Linked DNA regions of Oryctolagus cuniculus: region 1 is linked to region 2. The links are chromatin contacts, called in public Micro-C maps. All regions are on one chromosome and are shown on one strand. The core of a region is the stretch at or near the end of the contact, and the rest is flanking DNA. Distances in the headings are between cores, read along the strand shown.

The links. A called contact is a pair of places that touch in the nucleus more often than the background predicts.
Region 1: a Micro-C map of ear pinna shows a contact between it and region 2, with 3 times the contacts expected there. The contact joins the enhancer-like site here to the promoter of PDK4 in region 2. A contact is called at or near these places in 4 of 6 Hi-C or Micro-C datasets (ear pinna, embryonic fibroblasts, psoas muscle and 1 more).

What each region holds. Positions count from the first base shown.
Region 1 is chr16:40,642,725-40,645,555 of mOryCun1.1, reverse strand. The region is part of intron 2 of LOC103349467 (a long non-coding RNA gene); the gene reads right to left. Among named protein-coding and RNA genes, the nearest start is that of PDK4, 46 kb to the right of the region's middle. Within about 2 kb of position 1,440, at least 4 of the 8 cell types and tissues checked have an H3K27ac peak or open chromatin away from gene starts, as enhancers often do. A contact at or near this core is called in ear pinna, where this site is marked.
Region 2 is chr16:40,596,684-40,599,605 of mOryCun1.1, reverse strand. PDK4 (pyruvate dehydrogenase kinase 4) reads right to left here and starts at 1,609. Exons shown (of 11, transcript XM_002713691.5): 1 at 1,301-1,609; 2 at 218-359. The coding sequence starts at 1,430.

The DNA.
Region 1 (2,831 bases), core at 191-2,690, 46 kb before region 2:
CCCTTGTGGTCAATTGGGGAGTGAACCAGTGGATGAAGGCCTCTCTGTCTCTCTCTCTGCCTCTCTTCTGTATGTGTAACTCTGACTTTCAAATAAAAATAAATCTTTAAAAAAAAAAGACAGGTGATGATCACTGGCAAGGAATTTTTTTGTGTATTTGTCTTGGTTTTGATCAGGAGAAGCATATAATGTTGACATTTATTCAACAAATATTTGTTGAGTTGGACCATGTACCTGCTGGGGATTCAGAGGTGAAAAACAGCAGTGAAATCCTAGCCTTCCTGGAGCATTGAATTCAGGAATTCTTACCCTGAGCTACACATTAGGCCACCTGGATGCTGGCTGCTGTAAAAAATATCAGTAGCTATTTCCCACTTCCCCCATTAAAAGCTTCTGGCTTCAAACTGGCCCAGCCCTGGCTGCGGCAACCATCTGGGGAGTAAGGCAGTGGATGGAAGATTCCCTCTGTCTCTCCCTCTCTCTCTCTGCCTCTCAAATAAAATAAACAAAAACTTAAAAAAATTCTCTCTCATATTAAAAATTTTTTATTATTGAGGAATTTTTTTGTAAATGTGTACAGTCTAAAGTCTGTGGTCATGTACAGTAATGAACTTGAGCTTCACTTTCACTCACCTTCCACCTCTCACCTAGAGTAACTTCTAGTCCTGCAAGTTGTGTTCATCCAAAGCACCCTTGGGAAGACTGTATGCTCAGTGATGACAGGGAAAAGACCATCTTAAGAACTCTGTGTCAGGAGTGGTTAGACAGAGAGGGGGCTGGATCAGAAGATGGAGAAAGTTCTACAGTAGGGCCTGTCTTTATGGACCTGATTCAATAGAACAGGTCTGCAATGAGGATCTCTATGGGTCTGTCCGCAAGGTACTCTACACAATTGTGGCTGCAAGTTGCTGTTGGACACCAAGACAGGTGGACCTAGGTTACTTGTCCAGAGGGCATGGGGCTTACTGTCATGCTTTTGTATTTACTGGAAACCCCAGGAGACCCCTCCGGGCTTCTCAGGCCAGACTGACTAATGCCTCCTCCTGCTAAGATTTCAGTTTCCTGACAAGGGAGTGAGAGGAGTGAGAGGAACAGGGAGTGAGTCAGTGCCTCCACGCTGGCAGCACTAGCACTGGTGTTAATCTGTGTTATCTTAGCTCGCACGGGGTGAGCAATCATGCCTGGCCAGACAATCTCACAGGAGGTGGAGGGGAACAGGTACAAGTTTCCAAAGGAGGCTTTTGTTACCAAAATAGGTGATTAGTTGGAGTCCATTCTATATTTGCTCCTTGTAACTGAATATTTTTTGGAAACACCAGCAAAGTGCCCAGCCTGGCCCCGGGGACTCATCCAACTTCTGAAGACTTGCACAGCAGGTCTGATGCCACAGACTTCCTCCCGACACTCCAGCAAGGCAATGTGAGACACAGAGTGACACAGCCAGGCCCTGCCTACTGCGCTGCACACACAAACATGTTTTTGAAGTCTTTGTACACTGAGAGGGAACACTCTGTTCTCTTTGGGAGGGTGCCAGAAACTTATGATGGAGTGTGGTCAATGCCAAGAACAGACACCAAGGCCTCTCTCGGAAGGAGACACTGTGTGCTGCTGAGTTGCCATTGCTTCTTCCTTTATTATAGATTCCCAGACCAAGCCTACAGACTTCTGCCTTGCACTGCTCAAGCCCTTGATTAGTTTTAAACTCATTGTCTGAGGCCACTCTTTGGACAACTGTAAGGTTGCTTTTTGAGTCAAATGCAAATATGTTCATCTACCTTCATTTGTTTTGCATCTCAGAGAACAAAAGTCAACATTTCCTACTTCAGATAGGTACAGTTTAAGTTGCTGACATCCCCCATTAACCTCTGTTCTAGTTGACTCTTATCGTAGAGGCCCTGGATGTCTCTCCATCTCTTTCCACACAGTCTTCTGAAATCTTGTGTCTCTGCCATGCCCAGGTCTAACACCAAGTATTTACTAACATTTCTTAAAATTAGTTTTCTGCATAACTTTCATGTATGCTTTGAGTATAACTCCTGGTTTCAAAGCTGTTTGAACAATTCTTCAAGTTTCCAAGACTCAGTTGCTCTTTTGGTTGATGAAATTGCCATTAAGATGCCTTCATATGGTGTTGACTACCTCAAATGTGGGCATCCATCCCTTCTTTTTTTAAAGTCCATAAAAAAAGTAACCAACCAGGTTTTATGTGACTGAAGTTTGGGAATCAATGTAATTGAGAGATGATACAAGTCATAAAAATCTTTTTGTTTAGTAGGTAAGTAAAAATAGAAAAGCCCAGAGGACAATGGTCTTTGTGAACATTAAAGATTATGCATGGACTCTGGCCTCAGAATCAGCCCTTAAGGCATTTGGATCTTGCTGAAGAGCCCATGAGAGTATTTTAGGCATGGAAAGCCAAGACACTCTGGAAAGAAAAAGACCTAAATGAAAGATCTCTGTGAGTGAGATCCCAGTGGAAAGAACGGGGCCATCAAAGAAGGAGGTACGTTTCTCTGAAGGGAGGAGAGAACTTCCACTTTGACTATGACCCTGTCGGAATAAGATCGAAGTCTGCAAACCCAAAAGGCTTCCATAGTCTTGGCAACTCATGACTAGAGCCTAGGGAGATTACTGACGCCATAAACAAGAGTGTCAAATTATTAAGTCAACAACAGGAGTCACTGTGTACTTACTTCTCTTTGGGATCTGTCCTTAATGTGTTGTCCAATGTGAAGTAATGCTATAACTAGTACTGAAACAGTATTTTACACTTTGTGTTTCTATGTGGGTGCAAACTGATGAAATCTTTACTTAATATATACTAAATCAGT
Region 2 (2,922 bases), core at 360-2,859:
AATTATATCACAAAGGAATCTACTTTTTGCGTTAAAAATGTCTGGTAAAAGCTTATAATTTCCCTATTGATAACTTACCCTAAACTACTTTTTAAAAGTTCTTTACATCTTTCAGAACTGCTCAGCGCACCTGCTTTCCAATTATGTGAATGTAGTATAAGAAGCCACACTCGAGAACTATTTTAAAACTAGAGAATTCAAAACGGGCAGCACTTACCAGCTTTTAACAAGCTGCACTGAAGAGGTATTGATTAAGCGCTCGGGGAGGATGTCAATTTCCTTCAGGATATTGGCCAGCCTCACCGGCAACTCTTGTCGCAAAAACGCAAAGGATGTTCTCTCACATGCGTTTTCGGAACCTGAAATAAATGAAATTAATGTATTTTTTGCGGAAAAAAAAGTTGATCTAAATTATGGATTGGAATGGCATTAATTATCAAACACTGATGGTGTTTATTCTCAGTGGTGGTGCTGTTTTGTGAGCCAGGTAATTCGATGACTTTCTTCTTGCATTTGTACTGGATTTATTTAGTTACTGATAGGCAGAGACGCAGAGAGGGGAAGACACCTGCCATGGGCAGAGACACTCCCCAGATGCTGGGATCGGGCGGGGACCTGGCCATCAGCGCTGCCCTGCCCAGGGGCCTGCACCGCCAGGAAGCTGGGTCCGCGGCCGGAGCCGCACATCCGCCAGGCCGTCCGCTGTGGGACTGGGGCGTGTTAAGCCGCATCGGAGGCCGTCGGTCAGGCGCGGACCGCATCGCTGGCGGCTGTTCAATGACCAGCGCAGGAGAATTCTCCCTTTCTCTCCCGAAAAGTGACGCCCGCTCTGCAGTCGGAGCAGCTGGCGATCAGATCTCAAGCTCACAGGAGAGTGCGGCGCTGGGTCCCGAGCAGGACGGACCCTTAGACATCCAAAAACCACCGGCGTTTCGCAGACGGCCAAGAGACAGGGAGTTCTGCGAGGAAGGCACAGAGGGTGCAGGGGACGAGGGGCCCAAGTCCAGCATCCGAGGCTGTGAGTCTTCTCCAAGACCCTCTGTGCCGGGAGGGAGCGAGGAGCAGAAGCTCCTGGGCCACGGCAGCAAGCGCCTGGCAGATGTGGGCAGAGAGGCGAGCAGAGCCAAGCCCGGACGGCCCGGCACCTGCAGGGCGGCCGGGGGCGCTGACCGGCAGACAGTGGCCAGAGCTGGGGAAGAGCAGGCTGGGCCGGCCTCGCGGCCCCGCTGCAAAGTGGACCTCGGTGGTCTCCGCTCCTGAAAGTTCAGGCAACTCCCCAGCCCCGGGGCCCCGCTCTTACCAAAGTCCAGCAGCTGCTTCATGGACAGCGGGGAAGGGCTGTAGCGCGAGAAGTGCTCCACCTCTCGGGGCACCAGGCTGGCGCCGCTCAGCGAGCCGGCGCTGCGCATCACGAAGCGGGCAGCCTTCATCCTGACGTCCCCCGGGGCCGGGCCGGGCCGGGCAGGGGCAGCGGCTGGGGCAGGGGCTGGGGCTGGCCGGCGGGGCGACGCTCACTGCCCTGGGTGGGGCGTGCAGGTGCACGGGGCGCGGGCGGAGCTGCAGGGTCAGCGGCCGCGGCGGCTGCACACTCGGACTCCCGTCTCTCCCCGCCCGCTGCCCGCTGCGGTTTTTATTCGTCTCCCCTGCGCTCTCCCCCCACTCGCGGGGACCTGGAGAGGCGTCCTCAACTCCGGCCACGCCCGTGAGAGAGAACTTCGGGCTCCGCCCCCTGGCCGCGGTAGGCGCCCAGCGGCCCCGCGCGGTGACCACGTCTGGCCTGGCGCCGGTGCCCGGAGCTGCGAGGCGAGGGGCAGGGGGTGGGCAGCAGGCCGCGGAGGGGGGAGCGGGGCGTCGGGGGCCCCACGTCAGCCCCGGAGGAGGACGGGGCCCGTCCCGACTCGTCCTTGTTTACAGGCCCGAAGCCGTCTCAATGTCACGCGTTGCCGGCCAGAAACTGTTTCCAAGAGCCGGGGCTGCGAGGACTCATTGGTTCTCGCTCAGAGCGGGGTTTTTACAGTAGCCAATCAGCTGCGGGCAGAAGTGAGGCCGGCCCCGCCATTGGTCAGCGGGAGGAACAAACAGGCTAAAGTGTTCTCCCCGCCCTTCTCGGGCAAGCAGGAGCGAACGCGGGAACTGGAAGTTCCCTCGGCGGAGACTTGAGGAACGGCGGGAATTCACTGACGTTCTTTTGCGCTGGAGAAAGGCCATGAATTTGTTCTCTCCTCTAACGCCTTCCATTAGTGCTAAACTGTGTTTCTTAACGAGAATAAAAAGGGAGTCTGTTTGTCAGTTTGACGCGACCTCGCTTTCTCCCGTCAGAGCAGGATCAGTTCCCTCGCTCCCCTTGTGTGACTGCCATTCCTCCCAGTCTTTCCCGAAAACTGTCCCATCATCAGACGTCTTGGACACATCGTAAGCTCCCAGAGCCTCCCTTACTGCCCCCCCCCCCCTGTCTCCAAATATGGCCTTTGTCCCTCATGGAATCGTGTTATTTACATTCTTAATTAATCCCAGTTTGATTCCCCCTCTCCGGAAGATCTGGGTGGGGAACAGGGTCTCCTGCAGCTTTGAGATTCCTACCCTGCTTTGTCATTTGCTAGATTAATGACAATGGTTGAAACACATTACCCTATCATCAAAGTCTGACCCTACCCTCCTCCTCCTCTCCCTGTTCTTGAAAGCAAGAAGATGAAGCCTGATGTTTTGGGAAAGCTGGATGGAGAGAGTGCTTACACGTGGGATGGAAGGGGAGCTAAGGGGTGTTAATTACGGGGTGGTTTGTTACAAAAGAGCCCTTTGGCCTGGGCCCCTGCACGTGCAAACTGAATGGGGAACTCAGCGTGACAGGTGACTGTAGGCTCCATGGCGGCTCTTTGCCCTGTTTCCCTGAGACATCTCTCTCGGTCACAGGAGTGATTTCTA